Regions from separate parts of the Zea mays genome. Here region 2 is linked to region 1. The links are chromatin contacts, called in public Hi-C maps. All regions are on one chromosome and are shown on one strand. Each heading gives the region's core, a stretch centred on a gene start, on an enhancer-like site or on the middle of the called end of the contact. The rest is flanking DNA. Distances are from core to core; before and after follow the strand shown.

Region 1 (6,632 bases), core at 2,378-4,877:
GGAACATCCTTGAGGACCATGGGACCAGCCACCTGTCCATCGTCGACAGCGAGCGAAACGCGGTGTCGATGACGAGCACCGTGAACGCGTACTTCGGGTCACTGATCCTTTCCCCGCGCACGGGCGTCCTGCTCAACAACGAGATGGATGACTTCTCCATGCCAGCGAACGCGTCCGAGAATTCTCCACCGCCGGCACCTGCCAACTTCGTCAGCCCCTTGAAACGGCCTCTCTCTTCCATGGCTCCGACCGTGGTTGTCAAGGTAACTGCACATATAGCGCGTAATGGAAGCTGAAACGAGCTTTAGACCATGTTTCTGATGAGAGCTTGATTGTTTTGTCATGCATCTGCTGCGTTCGCATAGGACGGGAAGCTGGTGGCTGCAGTCGGTGCCAGTGGTGGCGGCATGATCCCCGCCGGAACGATCGAGGTGTTCATCAACCATTTCGTCAAGAACATGGACCCGTTGGCTTCGGTCATGGCGCCAAGGGTGTATCACCAGGTTTGGTATCTGCATAAAAACTCCGATCCATCCATCTTAGGTGTCACCCTGAGACTGGGAGACATGTCACGGACGGGCTAGATCGATGGTCTTTCTCCTGAGCATGGTTTTGGTTGCCATGTCCGCAGCTGATCCCAAACGAGGTCAGGTACGAGAACTGGACGACGGTGACCGGCGACCACTTCGAGCTCGACGCCGCCACGAGGGCCGACCTGCACAGGAGAGGCCACGTCCTGACGCCGATAGCTGGAGGGACCATAAGCCAGCTTGTGGTGCACAACGTCGGGCGCCAAGGCGACCTCACCGCCGTTAGCGACCCCAGAAAAGGCGGTGTCCCGGCCGGTTACTGAGCAGGATCGGAATTCCAAGCACGGTTCATTAGTCCCCTGCTGATCCGTGTGTGATGTGCGGCGAAGCCAGGAATTATATGGAATGGAATATACAAGAGACAATTCATTATTTGACACTGGTAAAGTTTTTGGTTTATTTTCTTGAGCCTCAAAATATAATTCTTCCCTAAGACTAAGGCTAAGGGCATGTTTGTTTATCTCCTAAATTATATAAATTGGATTACGGTGGAAGAGTAGAACTAGAAGAGTAAAATATCACTTTGAAACCATAAATAAGCTAAAATAAGCTAGCATTGAATAGCTTATTTCAGTTTTTTTTTATCTCAAAATGATTTGTTACACTTCTATCCTTTTATCATAATCTAGATTTTTTTATCTCAAACTGATATGTTAACTTCTATCTTTTTATCATAATCTAGTTTATATAATTTAGAATGAAAACAAACGGAGCCAACTCCCGTGGCTGCCGCATGTCAATCCGCATCCTTTGCGATGCGAATTTGTGCAGTAGAAAAAGTGACCCCCTCTTGCAGTTCGCACATGGGCATACGGAATGTCTCTCGCAGAGGAGAGAGAACAAACACATGATTTTGCACGATCGAGTGGCTGAACGCACATTTTGCACGACCACATCCACATTCTACTGGAAGCGTGAATAGTATGCCGGTGTCATACAAAATGCGTCCACAGCTGCTTGTTGGTGATACTCTAGGATGACTCAACCTCAGTGCGAGTTATAGGGTGGTATCGTACCAGTTAGATGACATCCCATCCTAGATGGGGTCTAGAATCGATGATGGTGATCTTGTGGGCACATGTGTATATGCTCTAAGAGTTGATGATCTATATGTATAGTTGTATACACGATCATGGACATTCTTATGCTTCTCACTTTAGCTTGGATTGGATACGGGGTGTTTGATTTCTAGGGACTAATTTTTAGTCTTTTTATTTTATTCCATTCTAGTACCTAAATTACTAAATAGTTTTAGTTTCCGTATTTGACAATTTAGAAACTAAAATAGATGAAAAAGGGACAAAATTAGTTTCTAAAACCAAACACCCTCTAAGGATCCTTTCCGAAAACGCTAAGGCAAGGAGGAGAGGGAATCATCCCTTGTTGACTAGAGAGCACGGTCACCAACCGTGAGAGTGTGGTGTGTTATGTTCAATATGGGACGAGATGGACAAATAGACGAGATGATAGCTTGTGGATATTTACATTCATTATGAGATAAGGGATTATTTCCTCTTATCTTGCATAATGCATACCACTTACCACATTGTAAAGCAAAGCATATGGTGGAAAATTGTGGCCAGTCCGAGTCATACTGAGAGTTGTTTAACATGTGAGAAGTATGAAGTTGTCCGTGGTGGAGTACTTGTAATACTACTGGATCTAAGATAGCGTAAAAGTCAGCTGCAGCCATGAACTTGAAGCGTTGAGTGTATAAGCCCACAAACTGCACATCCGGCGTATGTACGGCAGCACTCTATGCACTACATCCGGACAACATGTGTACGAAAGAGATTTAAAAGGTGATATAATATATAATAGTTGATTTAGAGTTTAGATATAGAGTAAATATGACTGCGGAGGATTGTGATATAGGTAAAGAATTTTGCTGACAATGATATAATATTTCTTTTTTAGTAGAAATTTAGAGGTGTTTGAGTGCAGATAGCTAGAGCAAAACTACACTGCCAACAGATGGCTAGAGGGTCTGTTCTAGACTCGAGTTGCCTGTGAAGATAGTCTTCAGTTCTTCACCCGCTGAAAAACTACGTCTACTCTGCTATGGTTCTAAACGTGTGTGATGTTTAATTCCGCCAATATAATGATGTAATAATTATGGATAAATCTTCCTATTTGTATCCTTCTAAAACAATTATTCATTATGTATGGACCGTGATAAGAACTAAACTTCGATAATAGTATAAATTTTTGGGACTATCATGTTATATTTTATTATGTTATATTTTATTAGGTGGATTTTCCCTCAAATAAATCGTGGACCGTTCCGGCCATCGAAACCAAACCTCACGAGAAATGACTCCCAAACTGAATCATGAAGTACGTGATCGCTGTGAATTGAGTAGGAATTTCTCCCATTCAAGGTACATACAGATACAAACATGAATGGCTTTATTTGAGAACAAAGTTTTTGAAAACCACAGTATTTAAAATACTATAACATACTTTAATCAAGACAATACTATAGTTTAAAATATTAAAGTTTTGGAAACTGAGGTCCAGACCTAGATTTAGAATACTTTAAAACATTACAGTTTTTGCAATACTTCAGTTTGAAAACATAGATTTTAGCTAGCTTGTAAAACACCATTTTGTATGTAATACTACAGTATTTGGAAATACTGAAGCATTTTTCCAAAACTGTCAAACAAACTTCACTACCAAACACCTGTATATTGTACTGTATGTATCGATCGGTTTGAAAAATCTGTCGATGGGTCTCTTGATCGGCTGTACCGGCCAACAGTGAGACTGTCTGCTACTCACTCATTAATCGATGTGAGACTAGTAGTGATAGGTCGTTTAGGCTCGGTTGTCCTACACAGCCACAGCTACGGCTTAAAAACAAAATACTCGCATCAAGCCGTAGTGAACAATAGTATATTGGCGTCTCACCAATAATCCTGGTACACCAAAAAGTCAATCAAGCCGTCAAACTCCCCGCAACTACACGCAAATTTACCTTCCTTGCATGCCAAGTCTGTGCTACATAACTAGGGCCCTCCTCTCTATGTCTCTCTATAGTCGAACTCTATAGATACATCGCCTTGACGCTCCATCCTTGCACAAACGCAACTACGAGAGAGAAGGACAAGGAAAAAAACAGGGGACAAGATCGAGTGAGAAAGAGGAGATATGGCGTCCATAATAACAGGAGATTTCGCGGAGGCCTACGTACGGAAGAACGCCTGCGAAGAGGAGACGAGGAAGGCAGAAGCAAGCACCGCCGGCGGGGTGGCGGCGGCGGCGACACCAGGAGACAAGAAGGCCGACGCTAGTGCATCATCCGAGAAGAAAGTGGCCAAAGAGGCTGCAGCTGGTAGCAACAAGGGAGAAGGAGGCAGTCTCTTCGGGCTGCTGAAGAAGAAGGTTCACCCCAAAGTCGGTGGAAGTTCAGGAGCTTATTCTTGACCTCCTGTATGCATCTGCGCGTGGCTACAAGCATGCTGCATGCATGCAAGAAATTTCAGAATTTTACCCGTGTCCATCTTGAAGTGGTTTCAGTTCAGATTTTTGGCCTTTTTCGTTACTTTCCCTTTCATCCTCCTTGAATAAGATGTACCTGTTTGTTTGATAAAGAGGTGGAAGTAAAATGTTTAGGGGAAAGGAAACGAAGCAGTTCTTTTCACCATCTTTCTCTACTTTTTTTTGACTATCAACGGAGGAGGAGGGCCCCCACCTGGTTAGTTATATTGCCATTATACCAAAACATGCCTTGAGGATACAGGAGATCAGAGGAAGTACATGAGACGGGGTAGAGGAGAGAGGTGATTTCATTGGTGGCCTATGCCATGTCTAGGATCCTACACCAGTTCGCCACAATTGGAAGGTCCTCACGACAGAGTCTGCACTTCCATATATTGGCATCCGATTGGCAAAGCGAGTTGTTTCGCGAGGGGAGCTCTTTGCGGAAAACGACGGCGTTACGGCCTTTCCAGAGTTGTCAACATCAAAGGAGAACGAAGGTGCTGAACAATTTGGGGGAGGTTTGGGGGCCCTGCAGGCTGGGGAGGACATTTTGTTCATCCGAGTCGATCCTCACACCCAGAAACGAAGCGGTTCATTTCACATCTTAGCTCTCCCTACTGATGAAAACAACTTCAATATTTGGCCCTACAAAGTCCAACGTAAAAACGAAGTCATGTTTTTTGCTACCGATATTTTGTCCCTACATGCTACTGGTTCCAAGTCTTGCTCCTCTTTCCATGCTAGGCTCCTAAAGTGAAGCTTTTAGCTGACAACACAGTGTCTCACAAGTCACAAGTCACAAGTTCCAACCAGAGAGTTCGACACTTGTACAACGTGAGACAACGACTCAATGCGGCGACTTTTGTCCTCTTCGCTGATGATCTTCGGGCGGGGATGCGAGCTCTACTTAGCTATGGCCAGCAGGTGGTACATATAGCCCTATAAAATACTGTTTTGCACCGTTTACGAGGTGAAATTTAAAATAGAAGATGAAGATGAGTATCGTAATGGATTAAGCTAGCACCAGGAAAACCTCTCTAACATTTACTAGCATATAAGCTCGTAACATGAATATTTACATCTGACACATGTGTGTTTGGTTCTTTCTGTTTGGTTCTCAACTAATTACGGCATAATTTGGCTATGATTAGCCGGTCAAATTAAAGAACTAATATTAGATAGAAAAAGTTAGATAAAATATAACAAGTTATCAGGCAATGAAACAACGAAACCCCTGATCTTGAAATATATGTATGAGGTACCTCTTGATCCAAAGTTGTCTTTTTCTCACTTCTATTAAAAATGTTATAAAACAATAAGATTTGGCTAGCTCATAAGACTAGTGTTAACAGAAAGTCCGTGTCTTCACGACTTTCTATACATATTGTATCTTAACTGTATTAATGTTCTAGTGGCCCAGGGTTGTATAATACATTTCTCTTCTACTTAGAAAACCGAGCAAATGGCTCTATTTTGTACATACCCTTAAGCTTGTTCGGTTATTTGTATTTCACATGGATTAAATAGGATTGGAAAAAATATGAAGAACTTTGACATATATAGGATTTAAATCCGCTCAGTCTTATCAGGCAACGAAAAATATGGAAGATCAAACCCAATAGGCCTTAATAGTCATGTCCCGCTTGTGTATCGGACGGGCCTCTTTCAGCCCAAGTCTGCAAGCGGAGTGTGTTCGGCGCATCACCATCGTCTCCGAGAAGATTGTTTTGGCAGAGCTATTTATCATCTGGGATCAAAGGTCAATTATTTTGACTAACCCAGTCAATCCACGGCACGCTAATCCCCATACCCTGATCAGCACGCACGTTCTCGACCATCCGCCGCACGCCGCCCCCTGTTCCCGACCATCAGGGGGCGGAATCGACCATCAGGTTTGCGTCGATCAGCTCAAGCGAGGCTGGGACTGGCTGGTCTGCGCGTGTTAATTTCGCTTGCATGCAGATAGTTCGTAAACACACATACACATACAGATATGCTTCTTCTCTTTTTCCTTTTTCTTTGGCTCTGATCAATGAGAGTTTGGTTCATATACCCACTCACTAAAATAACACTTCTTAAATCCATGCTATAAACAATGACAAATTATTAATTCCGGATAGATAAATATAAGGTTCAAGAAAAACAAAGATACATTTACTTTATTCTTGTTACCACCCTCAAACTCAATCAAACTCCTAGTTATTAGTGAAAGGGTTGGGGGATCCATCACTGGAAGTGATTATGTGGCTATCCGTCTCCCCACCAATGGTCGAAAAGACCTTTTGTCCAATTCATTAGGAACATCGATCCACTGAAATAACCAAATAAAAGACACCTTTTATGATCAAAAATAAGTTTATACCACCAACTTATTAGTAATTTAATAACACATATCAAGGAACGACAAAATAAAACATTTATCAATAATTATTTAGATAAAAATGACCACATGTGTAGAAGCAGTGATCAACTCTGTCTGGATTAGGCGTGGACGAAATGCTCGTGGCTCGTCGGCTCGCTCGGTTCGTGGTTAGCTTGGCTCGGCTCGGATCGGTT
Region 2 (7,019 bases), core at 1,223-3,722, 640 kb after region 1:
CCTTTTGAATATCGCCGAGGATGGTGTTCACGGGGTGATCTCGTTGTATTGCTTGGTGGACTCTTGGGTGAGGCGGTCTTGGACCCTCATCATCTTCCTTGTCTTGATCATGGGCATCTTCCCCTTGATCATTGCCCTCCTCTTGAGGTGGCTCATCTTCTTGATCCTCATTTTCATCATCTTGAGCTTGATCCTCATCTTGGGTTGGTGGAGATGCTTGATTTGAAGATGATGGTTGATCTTGTGCTTGTGGAGGCTCTTCGGATTCTTTAGGACACACATCCCCAATGGACATGTTCCTTAGCGCGACGCATGGAGCCTCTTCATCATCTAGCTCATCAAGATCAACTTGCTCTACTTGAGAGCCGTTAGTCTCATCAAACACAATGTCACAAGAAACTTCAACTAGTCCAGTGGACTTGTTAAAGACTCTATATGCCCTTGTGTTTGAATCATAACCAAGTAAAAAGCCTTCTACAGCCTTAGGAGCAAATTTAGATTTTCTACCTCTTTTAACAAGAATAAAGCATTTGCTACCAAAGACTCTAAAATATGAAACATTGGGCTTTTTACCGGTGAGGAGTTCATATGATGTCTTGTTGAGGATTCGGTGAAGGTAGAGACGATTGATGGCGTAGCAAGCGGTGTTGATTGCTTCTGCCCAAAACCGGTCCGAAGTCTTGTACTCATCAAGCATGGTCCTCACCATGTCAAGTAGAGTTCTATTCTTCCTCTCCACTACACCATTTTGTTGTGGTGTGTAGGGAGAAGAGAACTCATGCTTGATGCCCTCCTACTCAAGGAAGCCTTCTGTTTGTGAGTTCTTGAACTCCGTCCCATTGTCGCTTCTAATCATTTTGATCCTTAAGCCGAACTCATTTTGAGTCCGTCTCAATAATCCCTTTAAGGTCTCTTGGGTTTGTGATTTTGAATTCTATGGACCACCTCGTCTTCCTTCACATATAATTCCTGCAATACTCAGATTTTTATCACAATCAGATTATCTCCAGTCAGATTTTTAGAAAAGTTGATCAGAAAAAAAAGCCAAAGCAAACAAGTCAAATCAGTGGCTATGCCCCTATAGAATCATCTTCCACTTCTATACCTCCTCTCCGCACGCTCATGAGTCCACGAAGAATAGTAGTGTAGAACTTGTTGGGCCTATGCTTCGTCGCCGAAGGTCTTACAGGAAGAAGCGGTCTTCGGCTGAAGCTGTTTGTATAAGATGGCCGAAGGTTCCTCTTCGTGAAGCTTCGGTATTACAAACCGACTTAAAGATAGAATGACCTTTTAGTCCATAAAGGTCTGAGTCAATGTTGTAAGCTTTTATAAGGGGCATACTTGTAATTCCTCACAGGCTGCGTCCTGTGCCTATAAATAGTGAACAGTATTCCTTTACTGTTCACGCATTCTGGTAATTGCAATCGCATCTCTCAGAATCCAACCTTTGCCAAGGCATAGGTATTATTGTATTTAATGATTCAATATATTAAGTAGATATAATATAATTCGTCTATGATTTATTCACCCATCTTATACCTTTTATTTTATGTTGTCTTACAATATCTATTGAAATTTTATTACGAAGGTTTAACTTCGTAATTATACTCTCATCAGCCTTCGTCCAAGGCCCATTATCCTCAAGGGAATAATGTTTCATGGACGAAGGACGTTAACATTTAACACTTTATGTTGCCTTGTTCTTAATTCATAGCATTTGAGAACAAGTCCCCAACAGAACTCTACAACAAATACATTATGAACGTGTTTGGTATAACTCTGCTCCATTACAGAGTAGCTCTACTTCAAATTTTAGGTTGTGTAACCAGTGACAATGACAAATAAATAACTCTAAACTCCATGTTTAGATTGCTATATTAGAGACTACGTAGCAGCAACAAATAAATTGTACTGTAGTTCTAAAAACTCTATGGAGTTTACAACTCTGAAGTTACTGTGTTTGGCAGGCTCTAGTTAGCTCTACCTTAGAGTTTTGTACTAGAGTCATGCCAAACACGCTCTATATATCCATTTTGCTATAGATATTGGAGCACAAAACTCAATCCTTGAAATTAGACTATAACTAAAAACTCACTCTCCTACAGAGTGTCACCCCTATGAATTACATGGAATTAGACTTCTAAACTCTAATTCGATAATATTTAAAATAATAAAAAAATAAAAAATATTTTGCTTCAATACGACTGATTTGATATTAAACTTAATTCAATTCTATGTCCTATACGGCCATTCAAACCGATAAATAGGTATCATCTTTTTCCTCCGTCAAAAAGAGAAAATACAACCATTCGTATCACTAGTTCAAATTTAATTAAATTTATAGTAAATAATATATTTTGCACAATAATTTTTAATATAATTTCAAATATTTTCATTTCCTGAAAATAAGAATTGTATATATCTTTGTGGAGGGACGAAGTACCAGGCTACCACGCGTCCACGCCTCACCATCGCAGAAGCGCAGTAGGAAGCCGGACAAAGCTACGCAAGGAGGGAGAAAGCGTGTAAACCATGGCGTCCTCCGCGTTCCTCAACGCTCTCGTCCTCCGATCGCCATCACCGTCGCTCTCGTCCTCGTCTAACCGCCGCAGCACCGGCGCCTTCGCGTTCCCGAACCCACCGCGCTTCCCATGCCTGCGTTCTGCGCGTCGACTCGTCCTTGCGAGGGCGGCGGCAGCGCCGGCGCCGGGCGATGGCCCCGAGGACGAGTGGGGGCCGGAGCCCGAGGGCGGTTCCGCTGTCACGGGGGCCGCGGTGGCGGAGGCGCCGGAGGCGAGAGAGGTCGCGGAGCTCAAGGCGCAGCTAAAGGACGCGCTGTACGGCACGGAGCGGGGCCTGCGGGCGTCCAGCGAGTCACGAGCCAAAGTGCTGGAGCTCATCACGCAGCTCGAGACGCGCAACCCCACGCCGGCTCCTACGGAGGCGCTTACGCTCCTTAACGGGAAGTGGATCCTCGCGTAAGAAACCGCCTTTTGATCCCGGTCTCTTTCTTAGTTTCTTCCCCCTTCGACAGCTGGAGTGGTACTGTTGTCTCTCGTGGTCGGTGAAATTCATATGGTGTGTCCTGAACTTATAGGGCAAGAGGGCACTAATTTTACTGGAAATTTCACCACTTCTGAGTTTGGTACAGTGATTCTTAGAGAAGTTGCACAAATTTAAACTGGTGAGATTGATCTCATGCCTTTAAATGCTTATTACAAGTGGGCACTGAAATCTGCTACTCTGCGGACTGCTCGATGGATGCTGAAAACTGCATAGTTTGGATTTTACCTCTCAGATTGGTATTGGCTGATGAAAAACTGTTAAGAATTTTCTATGAATTGATTTTCCCCTTTTTCCCGAATAATTTCAGCATGACATGGGCTACTGAGAAATTGTTCCAGTATGATAGAACGCTTTAGGTTGAGAAATCGCTTGATCCTACTCTGGTTAAATTGAGAGTGCTGGATTCCTTTCAAGGTTCACAATAGAACCAAAGATGCTACAAAATTGTGAGGCAACCATAAATTTCACTTATGTGGTTAATTAAGCTTACTTACCTGGTCAATATTTTGAGCTTACATAGCACACATCCACACATACTCCTCCGTTCCAAAATATTTGTCATTCTCTACGAGTCAACCATTTTTATCTTTGACCAAATATATACAACAAAATATTAATATTTATAGTACATAATTACTATTATGAGATAGATCTTTGTATCTGTTTTCCTAATAAACTTATTTGGAGATACATATGTTGCTAATAGTTTCTACAAGTCCAGTCAAACTTGAGAAACTTTGATCGACACGAATACCACAGCGACAACTCTGTTGTTGCTATGACACGTTGATGACTTGGTGTCATCCTTGGCGTGTGTTTATTCTATGGTGGTCAAGCGTGTGTTGATCTTGATAAGGTATTCCTTTATCTCAGTGAAGCGCTTGTGAGGTTATTGATGAACGCGAAGCAGCTGCTGCAGCACCATGGTGGTGTTGGTGTTGCCTATGGATCCGATCAGGTCTCCGGATACCAAGTGTCATGGTCCTGCTTGGGGGGGTGGCCGGTTGGGGCTAGAGTGGTTGGTGGTTAGGGCTAGCGGCGGCACACAAGAGAGAAGGGGGCACTTGTATTTATAGTCCATAGAGGACTTGTATTCCAAGCAAACTAAAGGAAGAGTCCTTAGGCTATCCGCAACCGTTACCCCTAAATTTTTCCCCCTATATCACTTCCCCCCTATTTTTCCCCCTATTTTTTCATCCCCGCAGCGGTCCCCCCTAAATACTCCCCTATATCCCACTACAATTATAAAATATCATTTTCTATATCAACTATCAATTTTTTATCTACTAACAATTACTCGTGGACCCACAACACAGTGTTTAGGGTGATGAACAGTGACACGCGAGATCTGGGGGGAGAGAGAAGGGGGCCGGCGTGTAGAGGGCGCTGTAGGGGGCACCGCTGCGGCCGTAGAGTGCCCCCTACAGGCCGCATGCAAGGGGAGGGGGCTGCGTAGGGGCTGCCGTTGCAGTTAGTCTTAGGCTATCCGCAACCGTTACCCCTAAATTTTTTCCCCTATATCACTTTTTCCCCCTATTTTCCCCCCTATTTTTTCATCGCCCGCAGCGGTTCCCCCTAAATACTCCCCTATACCCCACTACAACTATAAAATATCATTTCTATATCAACTATCAATTTTTTATCTACTAATAATTACTCGTGGACCCACAGCACAGTGTTTAGGGTGATGAACAGTGATACGCTAGATCTAGAGGGAGAGAGAAGGGTACCGACACGTAGGGGGTGCTGTAGGGGGCACCGCTGCGGCCGTAGGGTGCCCCCTACAGCCGGCATGCAAGGGGAGGGGGATTGCCAGGGGGCAGCGTTGCGCACAGCCTTAGGCTATCCGCAGCGGTTCCCTCTAAATTTTTCCCCCTATATCACTTTTCTGGGTCACATCATCAATAGTGTATCCCCTACTTTTTCATCTCCCGCAGTGGTTTCCCCTAAATACTCCCCCTATATCCCACTACAATATAAAATATCATTTTCTATACCTACTTTTCATCTACTATCAATTTTTCTTCTACTATTAATTGAAGGCGGGCCCACAGGAACAGTTGTAGGGGGAGAGCGCGCGCGCGCTGCAGCTGAGGGGAGAGAGAAGAGTCCCGCGCGGTGGAGTGCGCGGTAGTGTGCTGCGCTGCGGGCGATAGCGCGTGCGCTGTAGCCGGCATGCAAGCGAGCGCGCGCCATAGCGTGCGGCGCTGCGGCCAGTCTTATAGTTTTGGACGTCTCTTTTCTTATCAAACCGATCTTATTTCCTAAACAAATTATATTTCTATTTTCCCTATATTTTTACCCTAATTTTGCCAAACCTCCTCCTGGTCTCCTATTTTGGTCTCTGTCGGGGAAAGGGGGTCAGAGGAGCGGTGGGAGCCGCCACAGTGCCCCACCCTGGGTGCCCCCTTGGCTATGCAGATGACCACCTCCTGGGGTCTGTTTGTCCAGACTTGGCGGGGCCACATTTAGGCCTATGAGATATGATTTTTGGACTGGTATAAAAATAAAATAAAAGGAATTCTATCAATTTTTGTTTTCCACTTCACTGCTCTGATCACTGCACATGCAGTCAACATCGTGACTAACAGAATTCTGGCTTCTGAAACTGACCAACTAGAATATGACACAAGTTCATTGAAGCTAAACTCTTCTTAACTTACACTGCTGCTCTGCTGCAGCCTTAAGGAGTCTGATTGATTATGTGATTTCAGGTACACATCATTTTCCCAACTATTCCCACTATTGGGGTTTGGTAATCTGCCTCAGCTGGTGAAGGTGGAGGAAATATCACAAACCATTGATTCTGAGAACTTCACAGTGCAAAACTGTATCAAGTTTTCAGGACCTTTGGCTACAACCTCAGTTGCCACTAATGCAAAATTTGAAATTAGAAGCCCCAAGCGTGTGCAGGTGAGATCCTGTAATCTAAATATCCATTTTTCATCTATGACTGAAAGCAGTTTACTTCAGACACTCACATGCATCGTTCTTAAATCTTAATTCCAGGATGATTCACAAACTGCTCCGTCTGTTTAATAATGTTTGTCCTGTTGGCATACCTAGACGGCATAATACATAAATATTTAATGAATTTGAATTGGATTTCGTGCTTTTTGGATATACAACAAATATTCACCCAATTTTGTAAAGAGTTACTTCTTGTGATCACAAATATAAGTCTCTTTAGGCTTCTCCTGAATTAAGTATCTTTTGCCTTTGACTATCAATATCAAAGATTCTATATAAACTATCGTCGTAAGATCAGCCTTACTAGTTCATTATGAACTGTATTTTCATATGTATAATCCTTTCCATCAAAGACTATTTATTATTTATAAAGATGTTGCTAGTCAAAGTGTCATATTAAAGATTGTGCTGATGTCCAAATGGACATTGTTTTTGGTCGGAGTATGACATAGGTAGTGGCGTGGCCAAAATGTTCATCGAAGTCAAGAAAGCAGATAAATTGAATACTTGAATCTCAGAGTTAAATTGAATACTTGAATCTCATAGTGTTAGGCTTTTTCGTGCAAGATTGAATACTTGATTCCCATAGAGTTAAATGTTTCCTTGCTATAGTGTAGCTATATTGCATGAAGGAACCAGAGCCAGAGCTGGCTAGACCTCCACTAAAAGGGGCCTCAGTTGATCTTGTGGTTGGGCGGGGTTGTTGATTTCAGCCCTACCAGGCAGGTGTTTAAGATCCAATGCCTGGGAGTGCTCACAACACCGAACAACTCTGCCTTGGAAACAAACAAATAGGGCAATGCATGCCTTCATACACCCACTTGCCATACTTGATCACAGAGCTTCTGAGTGAACTCTGCTATAAATGGTTCTGACTGAGCACATGATTCTGAATCCTTGCAGATCAAATTTGATGAAGGGATTGTTGGTACACCACAGTTGACCGACTCCATTGTGCTACCAGAGAAGTTTGAGTTATTTGG

Evidence for each region. A called contact is a pair of places that touch in the nucleus more often than the background predicts.
Region 2: a contact with region 1 is called in a Hi-C map of leaf, with 5 times the contacts expected there. The contact joins the promoter of LOC100284078 here to the promoter of LOC100274938 in region 1. A contact is called at or near these places in 2 of 25 Hi-C or Micro-C datasets (bundle sheath and leaf).

What each region holds. Positions count from the first base shown.
Region 1 is chr2:44,598,533-44,605,164 of Zm-B73-REFERENCE-NAM-5.0, forward strand. It overlaps LOC100274938, which reads left to right and starts at 3,628. Exons shown (of 1, transcript NM_001149181.2): 1 at 3,628-4,236. The coding sequence starts at 3,744. The coding sequence ends at 4,019. LOC100281180 (gamma-glutamyltranspeptidase 1) reads left to right here. Exons shown (of 7, transcript NM_001154099.2): 5 at 1-263; 6 at 366-503; 7 at 632-962. The coding sequence ends at 853.
Region 2 is chr2:45,237,607-45,244,625 of Zm-B73-REFERENCE-NAM-5.0, forward strand. LOC100284078 reads left to right here and starts at 2,473. Exons shown (of 3, transcript NM_001156976.2): 1 at 2,473-2,978; 2 at 5,781-5,979; 3 at 6,940-7,019. The coding sequence starts at 2,533.